Regions from separate parts of the Rattus norvegicus genome. Here region 2 is linked to region 1. A link is a contact called in public Hi-C data. All regions are on one chromosome and are shown on one strand. The core of a region is the stretch at or near the end of the contact, and the rest is flanking DNA. Distances in the headings are between cores, read along the strand shown.

What was found. A called contact is a pair of places that touch in the nucleus more often than the background predicts.
Region 2: a Hi-C map of Schwann cells shows a contact between it and region 1, with 5 times the contacts expected there. The contact joins the promoter of Mrpl15 here to the promoter of Atp6v1h in region 1. A contact is called at or near these places in 4 of 12 Hi-C or Micro-C datasets (Schwann cells, frontal cortex, liver and 1 more).

The regions. Positions count from the first base shown.
Region 1 is chr5:19,269,787-19,275,415 of GRCr8, reverse strand. Atp6v1h (ATPase H+ transporting V1 subunit H) reads left to right here and starts at 4,376. Exons shown (of 14, transcript NM_001398985.1): 1 at 4,376-4,558.
Region 2 is chr5:19,525,518-19,531,762 of GRCr8, reverse strand. Mrpl15 (mitochondrial ribosomal protein L15) reads right to left here and starts at 4,017. Exons shown (of 5, transcript NM_001399003.1): 1 at 3,845-4,017; 2 at 2,382-2,536; 3 at 1,514-1,679. The coding sequence starts at 3,949.

The DNA of each region.
Region 1 (5,629 bases), core at 3,127-5,626:
AGAGGAGAGACACCATGTCTGAGAAGAGTGCAAGACAAAGAGGCATGGCCCCCATGTGGAGGAGCTGGGGGAGTGCAGCCTGGAGTACGGCCCTCTGGGTAAAAACTCAGGATTAACCGTGTAGAGGTTAGGCAGTGGCCCAGATGAAGATATATAAACAATTAAATATTTCAGAGAGGTGAGAATTCACCAGGGATGAGCTTCCTAATTGACAATCCAATACCAAGTGGTCAGACCTAAAAACTTAACGTGTACAAACAATATTATGTGAGTCTAGCAGGTCGTATTTATATAATAATTATCACATATATGAATATATGTTAACATAAATATAAGTAACTAATGATTAAAGAGAAAGAGGCCATGAATTTAAGAGGAAGCTGAGGAACATGGGAAGGAGATGGGGAATCATACAGTTATACTTTTAATTAAAAATACAATAAATTTATAAAGGAAGGAAGAATAAAAGCCCAGAGGGTTATAGTTTGAGTAAAAAAGACACACAGTAGGTGGGATATGTTGGGGGAAAAGCCTTCTTGAGATTGTGAAATGAGGTGGAGATGAATATGATGAAAATACATATGCATTGACAAATAAATAAAAACCATAGGAAAATGAAAGTACTCATTGCTGGCGAAAATGCATGAGTTATAAACAGTATTTAAACAGTGAAAAAGAACAGATCATACTGTATTCTCCAGAGTTAACCCATATGAAGAAACACTCCAAATGGCCGGGGATGTAGCTCAGTTGAGGCTTTATCTTTTCAAGTCTAGCAATGTAAAAAAGAAGTAAAAAAAGAGAACATTCTAAAGGATATCATTCTACATTTTAGAGCAGTGTGCACATATAAATACCCATATATTAACATCTAGTTAGACAAAAAGCCATGCGGATATAGACTTCAGCGAAGTACCTGTTTCATTCATTTAACACAGCCTATGTGGCTTCTATGTCAAACTTCAGTGGTATCTAAATTTGCTTTGAATACTTGCTATTGGCTGTTAATACATGATATTGTATTATTTTTCTCTCCTTTAGTCTATGTGTTGACTTCCCGATCCCTAATGTGAGTGAATTTGGGCCTTTATGAATGCAATTAAGTTTAAAGTATGTTAAATAAAAAGAGGTGAAGGCTTGATCCCATAGAAGAACTAACTCTCATCATACAAGACAAGAGGGAGCTGCCCTCTCTCCACCTTGCAGGGCACAGAGAAAAGTAAGAACTCAGGAATTCAATTTAATTTTGGACTTCTGGTTTTCTAGATCTCTAGGAAATTAACACATTTTCACCTCTCCCTTAAAAAAACAAAACAAAACAAAACAAAACCAAAACATACCCCAGGATCTCACTGTGTAGATTAGGAGAGTCTGGCATTGGAGATCCTCCTACCTCAGCCCCCCTCCCCAAGTACTGGGACTGCAGGTATGCACTCTAGGCTAGCATGAGAAACACATTTTTGCTTCTTAATTAGTCTGCCTAGTCTACCATATTTTGCCAAGACAATTCAAGGTCACTATTGTGGTTTGTTTCCTATTTTTGCTTTGCTACTATAAAAGAATATATAGTGAAAACGATCATCCTACTTAAAGTGGTCTACAGATCCAGTGCAATCTCCATCAGAATCCTAATACATTTCCTCACAGAAATTGAAAGGACAGTTTTCAGTTTCATATGGAAACACACACACAGACAAACCCAGTATAGCTAGAAAAAGTTCCTGAATAATCAAAGAGCCGCTGGACATATCACCATCTCTAATCTGTTCTATAGAGCTATGGTAATAAAAAGAGAATGGCATTATCAGAAAAGTGGACATGTTGATCAATGAAGTTGAATTGAAGACCCAGATATAAACCCAATACCCATGAACATGTGATTTTTGATAAAGAAACCAGAAATACACATTGGAAAAAAAATAAAGCATTTTCAACAAATGGTGCTAGTCGAATGTAAATAGATCTATACGTATTACCCTACATAAAACTCAACTCCAAATGGATCAAAGACCTCAACATAAGGTCAGGTACATGGAATCTGATAGAAGAGGGAGTGGGGAATAGTTTTGAACTTATTGGCACAGGAGAAGACTTCCCGAACAGAACACTGATAGCACAGGCACTAAGATCAATGATTTATTAGTGGGACTTCATGAGACAGATAAGTTTCTACATGGAGTCATCAAATAATAGGGATGCAATAGCCACAACTTCATGTTACTTTATAATAGCCAGACCATGTCCCCTACACAGCCTAGAACCTAGTTTTCTCTATTTGTAATGGTTGATCAAAAGGTTACTGAGTTGCTTTTCCTCCAGGCTTATTGCTGACATTTCAAGCTGACACTTGTTTATGTGGTGCTGTTGACATGCTTCCAGACATCCTCAGTGGTTTCTGGGTACCAAATATCAGTATCCCTCTCTCGTGCTCTAATAGTAACCCTCAAAGTCCCAGTTTCAATTCTAAGAGCTTCTCCTAGAACCTACAAAACACGTACTACATTTGCAAGACAGTCAGTGCAAACAGCTTTGAGACTTGTAGATTTGTTGTGAGTTATTTTACGACACGGTTATTGGGTCAATTCTAGCATTCTCTTGGTAAGCACATCTTCAATTTAGGGTACAGTTTTTACAGTACCCTTTCGGCTGGGTGTAGCTCAGTGCTAGAATATACGTTTGGCATTGTTTCAATCTCTGGACAACCCCATCGCAAAGGGACTTAATTCATAGTATCATTTTGAAAGAAAAATTTCAAGTATGCAGCGTAAAGATTATCTTACAATTACTTAATTGTGTTTGTACATGTGTTTGTCTCCTGGTTCATGTTGTGATGCCCAGGCTGGCCTTCATCTGCCAGACTTCCTCTTCCTGCCCCAATTCCAAGATTACAGACGCGCACTACCATGCCAGGCTGTGGTATTCAGTAAAAAAAAAATTACATTAAAATTTTATTTATGTACGTATTGTGTATGGCTGTGGGCATGCACACTGAGCACTGAGTGAGTGGACGCCAACAGACAACTTTCAGAGAGCCTGTTGTCACCTTTCACCTTGTGGGTCTGACGATTGAACTCAATGGTTGGATTTGGTGACAATGCCATTGTTTACCAGGAGAGCATTTCCATGGCCCAGAACTATCCAGTTTTAAAGAGGTAACATGGCTCTACTTCAGGGTTGGGAAATAGCAGTTTGCGGAGTGCTTGTCTCACTCAAGGAGGCTCTGGGTCTAATCCCCAATATGGCTAAAAACAAAGTTTTCCTTCAGAAAAACAAGGCATATTATGTAAGGTCTAAGATATGGGCTCTTTTCTATTAGCAACTTGCCCTTTGTATTCTTATCCAGCAACTTACATTAAATCAGGGTGTATCCTTCCACATAATTTCTGACGGAAAATTGGGCCCATGATGTCCTAACCTAATGAACCGGTGAAACTAAACCCGTGAAGCTATCAACTTGCTGGGCAAAGGGGAACCAAAGGCTGAAGAAACGAACAGGTTAAGGATCAGGAGAGCTGCTTGGGTTATCCAGGTGAAACTTGGATACCTCTTTTGAACTATGGTCCGTGATGGTGATAGTGACTTAGAACACAGAGGGTAGAAGAACAGATTCTCCTGAGCCTCTAGCATAAAGTCATTCCGGCCTAAAGCAGTTCTGGAGGGAGAGACCCATTTTTCTGGACTTCTGACCCAGACACCTGAAAGACGATGAATTTATGCTTCATTTAAACCACTATAATTGTGGTAATTTGTTGCAGTAGTGGTAGAAAATCAATATCATCTCCTACATTTTTTTCTTTTATAACTCATGATGGTTTTTGAAACTTGACCTCAAAAAGATTTTTTTTTAAAGTAACAATATACTGTTTTTTGTTTGTTTGTTTTTTAGGTACATTCCTTTGTGTGCTTTTTTACTTGCCTCCAACACTATTATATATATTTTGGTATAATCTGAAGACAAGGCCAGCTCAGGCCTTTGGGTTTAAGATAGGATGTGAGAAATATATACGCTGAGAGCAAGTGAAGTTAGGTAAACAATGAGTAACGTTTTTCTGAAATATATATTACTGGTTAAGCCTGTAACCGTGGGTCTATGACTCATTTTTCAGTCTGAGTTTTATGCTTAAAATCTGAGTATAAATGCCTGGTCCGAAGAGATGGTTAAGTCAAACAAACCAAAAATACTCAAAGGTCATAAACCAAATTTCTCCAAAGACTGATGTCAGGAGCTTTGGCTTTTTTGGTAAGGGCGACTTGCTGGGTGGGAATTTTGCCATTTTAAAGCACCCGAGGAATTGGCCCCTGTCCGGCCGCCTAGTGCGCGGTGCTAGCACTTTTGGGCCCTCTCGGCTTCCGCGGTCCACTGCGGTCACGTGCCGCTGCTCACGTGCCCAGACGCTGCTGTCACTTTGCAGCTGTTCCGGCTTTTTCCGTGAGAGCCTCTTAACGTCTGTCGCGGAGTCGCCTTCCCATTGCTCTGGGCTTTCCGTGGCCACTGAGGCTTCGGAGCTCGACCCGCACCTGCCTGCCCTTGTGGCCCTCACTCCCCGAGGCTATCCAGGTGAGGCCGCCTGGGGCCCCTCTTCGGCTCCCGAGAGCGGGCTGCTTTCCCTGCGGGCCGCGCCAGGGTCTGCGGAGCTGCAGGGCCTTCACCGCAGAGGGAAGTAGAGGACGTGCGGGGGTGGGCAGGCTTGGGCCAGGGCCTGGGTAGAGTCGCCGAGGCCCGGAGCCTCCCCGGAAGGCCGCACTGTGCCCTCGGGTTCCAGCCTTTCCTGGATGGAGCCGGTTCTACCTGGGACCCGCAGTCCGCGCTGACCTTGTTTGTTTAGGCAGCAAGTCCCCACAAGGAGAATTTAAGTTCCACACTGACTAAGCACATTGGGAACGCGGAGTAGAATTTAGGTATGATTTGCCTTTCCTCCTTTTGCTCGTGGGCAAGAACGTAAGTTTTGGGAATGGAGAGTTCGGTGTTTGCATTTTAGTAAAGTAAGGTGTAACATGTCTATTAAGTTGACTGATGTTTTATTTTTGTAGCTCATTATTGTACATTTTTTCTTGTCAGAATAGACTCCTATCGTTGGCTGTACCCAAGTTGGAAAGGAAATTTCTTTCAATATTGATTTCGAAAAATGTTTTGTCAATTTCTGTTTGAAAAGAAGGCACTGGTGTTTGAAAAAATTTACCATACCACTTGGTATATTTTATTTTGAATCAGTGATTTTTAAAGGAATTAATATAACGTCTTTGCAAATTGAAGCCTAATGGATGCCATTTAAATACCATAGTTGGCCCTTTTCGGTGTTTTAGTTTTTGTATGAGAGATTTGAACATGAGTGAACAGATTTAGAGCAGTGGACTTTGGGGCTATTTTTAGCATATTCAAAGACCTGGGTATGATTGCACTAAAGGTGGTCAAAGAGTTCTGCTTAATATTCTGTTTAGTTTTAATTTTGCTGTCAGCCTCTTAAATGGTCATTTTAAAAGTTTCAAAGTATATTGCAGCTAATAATTAAAAACTCTTCCCTGGAAAAGAACAAGCCAACGGAAAGACCTTTTAAGGGGTGGTAGACAAAATTTGAAATTGATTAATGCCGTTCGGAGCTAGGATCTTTACTACTCAAGCTAAGTGAAA
Region 2 (6,245 bases), core at 2,768-5,267, 260 kb before region 1:
ACATACACACTCACACACACACACAGACTCATACACACACACAGACTCATACACACACAGACACACACACACTCACACACAAACAGACTCACACTCACACACACACTCACAGACTCACACTCACACACACTCACACACAGACAGACACACACACACACAGACACACAGACACACACTCACACACACAGACTCATACACACACACAGACTCATACACACAGACACACACACACTCACACACACACACAGACTCACACTCACACACACACACTCACAGACTCACACTGACACACACACTCACACACACACTCACACAGACTTACACTCACACATACACACTCACACACACACACAGACACACATACATACTCACACACACACAGACTCATACACACACACAGACTCATACACACACAGACACACATACACACTCACACACACACAGACTCACACTCACACACACACTCACAGACTCACACTCACACACACAGTCACACACACACTCACACAGACTTACACACACACACACACACACACACACACACACACACCACCGGAAAAAGCCACAGACAGCTGTGCTCTGAATGTACATCAGCCTTCTAAAACCACAGCAAGTGTGAACTAGGGCTTTGGGTTTGTTTGTTTATTTATTTTTATTTTATTTTATTTAGTCCATGTGTATGTGTGTTGTCTGCATGAATGTCTGTGCCCCACATGTATTTAGTTCCCATGGAGGCCAGCAAAGGATGGACGATCTCCTGGGACAACAGTCACAGTTCTGAGTACCATATAGACACTGAGACTTGAACCCAGGTCCTCTAACAGCCAGTGTCCTTAACCACTCATCTATCTCTCCAGCCCCCAAGAAAGGGGTGTTGATTAAGCAGTCCCTAGATTCACCTTCCACAGTTTTAGTTACTAGTTGGAGGCCATTCGTAACTCTTTCTGCAGAGCTAGGAATCGAACTGAGACCCTGTACAGGCTGGAAGTGCATGTCCAGAACCTTTAGGTTTTAAATTGTGTTCAGTAGCATAAAGAGGTCTCATGTTGCTTCCTTCCTTCCTTCCATGAACCCACTTATGATGTTATTTTCCCACTTCATACAGTGTCCACCCATCAGTCTGACATAGTACAGCAATGCTGGATGCAGTTAAGCCTTACTCAGTGAAAGCCCCAGTGAGAGCAGTGGCGGTGACACTTCCCAAATGACACAGAGGAGCCATGAGGTGTGTACCTGAAGTACAGGGATGGAACTTCTCCATTTACTAAAGAGTCGTAACTTAAGGCTGAGACCTAGAGCAATTCATTCATAACCTCCCGCTATGTCTAACTTATAAACTAATCTTTATTAGAGGTCTGTATGAAAATAAAAAATACTGTCCCAACAGTTTGGTGATGTCCACAGTGAAGCATCTATGTTGTATGTGGGGATAATGACAAGGGACTATTGACTATGGCAAAGTAGCTACAGCGTACCAAACAACAAAACAAACAAAACTACAAGCTACACTTACCTCTTCAACCAGCTGGACCCCATAATCCCTTTTAAGTGGCTGGATGGTCACACCTCTCCCATTCACAAGCTGCGTTAAGTCAATAGGTTGAGTTGGATCAACTCGACCTAAATCAATGAGATACTGTAGTCTCCTGAGACTCAGAGGCTGATACTGGTGCCTGAAACTGCAAAACAGGAATATAATAATTAGAAAACACCAAGTAACCTTCCTCTAGCCTCTTCAGATTTCCAGTGTTTCCCTTTATAATTTCTGATGGTCTAAAATAAACTTAGAAGCACAATACAAAAACATCATAAAACACCAGTGCTTCCTTTGTTCCACTAAAAACAATTTACCTCTCTTAAACATTTACTTCATTCATGTACACAAGTAACTCACAGAAGTTTAACTCAAAATAACATCATAGGATAAAATGGTAGCTACTACAATGTGCCATATACATATTTTATATACATATGTATTACATGTAATATGTATATACACATAATATATATGGGATTTGTGTCTATGTGTATTTACATGTATTTTTCAAATATATACATGTTTAAAAAGGTAACATATATGGAAATAAAATTATATATGGCAAGATAAATTTACCTTTTTAAATTGCTAATCATCTAAGGAGTTACAACAGCAAGCCCTATTATCATCTTGTTGGTGTGAGTAGAATGTCTGTGTAAATTTGCTTTTCTGGAAGCACACACACAGTGACACACACAATATAGGTTAAGCCACATTACTAAAAATTATTCGAAGGAACAGCACCATAAGTTTGCTTCTAAGTAAACGTAAGGTTTCTACCAAATTACTCATGTAAGTCTTCGTGGAAATTGGGATTTGTACTTCAAAAGAAAATCAACCTTACCTATGTCCTTCATTAAATCCATATTTTGGGATTCGGATGTAAAATGGAGTCTGCCCTCCCTCAAAGCCCAGCCTGGGCCGGGTTCCTCTCTGTCTTTCTCCTTTATGGCCTCTGCCACACTTCCTACCTCTTCTCCGATCTCTTGGACGTCTTTCCTACAAGAAAAAGTGGATTTTTAAGATGTCCAGACACATTTCTGAAAAGTGTGTTTCACTCACAGCATACTCCATATTAATGCCCTTTATTCATCGAATCAGAGCTGGGGTGCTGAGCTCTGCTCTGGCTGCCTGTTCATCTTTATAGTCCACCTACATAGTTCTCTCAGAAGGGAGCTAATCCTAGTAACCAAAGTACAAGGAGAAACACAAAGCAAGGTTCTAAGGATGGGATGGAATCCAATGGGAGAAACAAGCTCTACAAAAAGATAGGTCCCTGTAGTGATTGCTACCAGGTAGGTTGAAACAGAAGGATTCAAAGTTGAAAGCCTGCCTGAAGCTACAAAAACAGGTCAAGGCCAACAGCCCCCAATTTACTGAGACCCTGTCGCTGAATAAAGCTTTTAAAAAGCAGGAAAGGGTTTGGTGTTAGAGCTCAGTGGTAGTGAGCTTGAATAAACAAGCTAAGGGCTTAACTTCAGTCCTCAGTAGAAAGCGGCTGGAACAAAAAAAGAAAGAAAGAAACAAAGAAAGACAGACCCTAGAACTAAACAGCCAAAACGAGGCTTGAATGATATTTAAAGTTTTATTTTTAAATTAATCATAAATACATAATTTTACCACATATGGCTAAGGAAATTTCAATTTGTGCTAGGGACGCCGCATTCTAAATTCCTACAAGCTCCTGGAAACTCTGATGCCTTGTCCCCCTCCACAGAATTGTAAATCTGTGGTGAAATGATTAATTGTAGAATGACTTCTCACTTAGCTGTAAATGCCACAGAAACGAAGTAATTGTGACCTATCTTTCAAAGCCCTCCGCACCCTCTCCCCCTTTAACCTGGGCCTATGGGAACTGAGAATGGCTGGCTGCACCATAACATAAAAAATTGGCTAATTACAACGGGATAGAGTCGGGTAGTCTTTCGGTGTTTTCTAATTCCGTGACATCTTTCCTTTAAATTACTGTGTCAACCCCTAAAAGCAGTATATTAAGTTACAAATAAGAGCCAAGCGACACCACCATTTCTACCCCCTGGACATTCTACACCCTGGACAGCTGAAGTGTAAAAAAAAAAAAAAAAATCCATTAGAATTTACAATTATGATAGGCACTTGCTAAGCACTTCAGTTTTAACGCAATTTTGGATGAATTACTCTGCAGCTCCCGAGTGTGTGCCTCTCTGCCTGCTTAGTATCTTTATGCTTTAAAACTGGGCGCACGCAGAAGAGGGCCAGGCGCTCACACTCGTCCATCTCCAGCATGACGTGGCCCCTGCAATCCCCCCACCGCCGCCAGGCGTTTACCCGTTTTCTGGAGTTAAGACTGGGCTTCAGATTGGCCAGGCTCACTCTCGGCAAGGACCGCAGAAGGTCCAGACTGGTCCCGCGGCCAAACGCCATGCCAGCCATGGCCCACGGTCCTTTCAAGGGCGCCCAGAAGGCGGCGAAGGCTCCGCATTGCTTTACGGCCACGCCCCGCCCCTGTCGCGCTGCAGTGCGCCATGCCGCTCCGCTCCTGTCGTGCTACAGAGCGACAGCATCCGCGGTCGGCAGGTTCTGTCTTCCAGCTTCCAAGCTTAGTGGGTTTTTACCTTTTGCGAGATCGTGCTTTTTCCTCTGGCTTGGGTACCATCTTGTGAACGAAAAATATTCTCCTCTGCCCTGTAACGACTGAACACGCTGTACGGTAGAGGATCTTTTGAGTTAAAACTCGGCTCTGTTGTTTTAAAAGTGGAGCTTCATGAAGCCAAATGAATCCAAAATGATGTGAACAGTTTCTAGCTTTGGAACTTTATTTCTAGCTTTAACTGTTACAATGCCTGGCTCTACAATTGTCTAATTAGGTTCAAGCTGAACTTTTCTGGGACATCGTCCTGCTTTCCAGCTATCATTGAACTGCTAGCTTGCCTTGCAGTTAATCATGGGGGCCATACTCAGCTGCTGCTGTGTGCCAGAAACCGAGTTAAAGTTAGCCTTACCAGATTCATATAAACAACCACCCTAGCCCCAGATTAAATGATTATAAAAACTTGTCTTCATACAAGTAACAGAGAACAATGTGTCCCTTTTTATATTCTTTTGCCATTCCACTACCTTGCTGGAGAATTGCTCCTACTAGCTCTTACTGACAGTTATATGGTGAAAGTGGGACAACTTGTAATGGGCAGCTGTTTCAAACTCAACTGAACCTTTATTTTTAACTTTTTATTGGTCTCTTGTGAGTTTCACATCGTACACCCCAGACCCACTATCTCTCTGTCCCTTTTGCCCTTGCAACCTCTTCCATCCCCCCCCAAAAAAAACCAAAAAATAAAAATAAACAAAGTTTAGAAAACATCTCATTGTGAAGCTGTAATGTGTGTCACAGTATGTCTTATACTATATCCTTTTCCCCATACGTCCTTACTTGCAAATGTGCATTGGTCAGGTTCTAAGTCTCTGGCTCCTGCTATACCAATATTGGATCCTCACAGGGCCTCCTCTCCGCTATCCTCCTGTTGTCCTATGTCATTGAGATCCTGCAGCTTTGGATCAGCAGGAATAGCCTTTTCATGTGTTCCAACATGCCATACATAAGGTAGACTCAAAACCATAGATCTGAGCCTGGTTCCAGAGCCTGCTGGTCAGTCAACACAAAATCCACGACTGGGAGTATGAGGATGATTATAGGAAAGACAAAAAGAGAAGATGCAAGAGACAGAGATGGGAAGGCTGCTTGTGAACGCCATGCCAGGGAGCAAGTGTATTTTCTCAGTATCTTAAAGGCAAGCAACACAGACCATGACCAATTCCAGGAAGTGAAACAATGAACACAAATGCTTATGTGGTGAGTTTATGGTACACAGTATCTTTGTTTGGCTAAGGCCATTCATTTCCTTCAGGCTTGGACAGTCTCTCAAGGACGTATGTGTAAGCAGGGGAACTTGACAGGATATAATTCATGTTTTAATTAAAAATAAAGACAGATGTCTGCAGACATTCATGACTAATCACAAGCAAGAAGTCAGCCAAAGTTAACTGGAGGTGCTCCCCACGTCTCCCTTTTCATCTATACATGCCAAAGCTGTCTCAGCTACTGGTGCAGAAAGACTGTGTCAGTCTTAGGCGTTCCCTCAAGAAGTGTGGTCCTTACCTATCATGGGTACATGAATCCTAGCATGTACCTATGCTAGGATACCTACCTAGGTTAATCTACCTCTGAGAGAATCTTACCAGTCTTTTTTATCTATAAGAGCCATGCACTTTATCAGTCATGGAGTAGAAAGTTGTGTGTCTTAGGTTGCCATCCGAAAACAGTTCCTACCTGTCATTGGCACACAAATAATCTTGAGTTTGTGGCCTGTCTTAAGTTGCAAGGGTTTTCTAATCTTGTGTTCGTGGCCTGCTTTAGGTTGAAAAGGTTTTCAAGAGGATCTTACCCTTCATTGACTACCGACTTCTGCTAGAGAAGACATTAGAGCTTGAATTTGTGTAACTCTGCTTTGACATCTGTAAAAGCACTGATCCTGCTATGCCTAGTAAGAGACGTGTAAATGAGGACCATGAAGGGAAAACAGCCTGTAACTTTTTCATTTGAAATGTGTCAAAAGACAAAGGCTTTGCATCTCTTAGACTTACGTTGCCCTTATCAAGGGCTAACAAATCTAAAGGTGTATTAGTAGTGTGCCTTATACCTCGAAGGTGCCTTTATACTCTGGTCCAATTA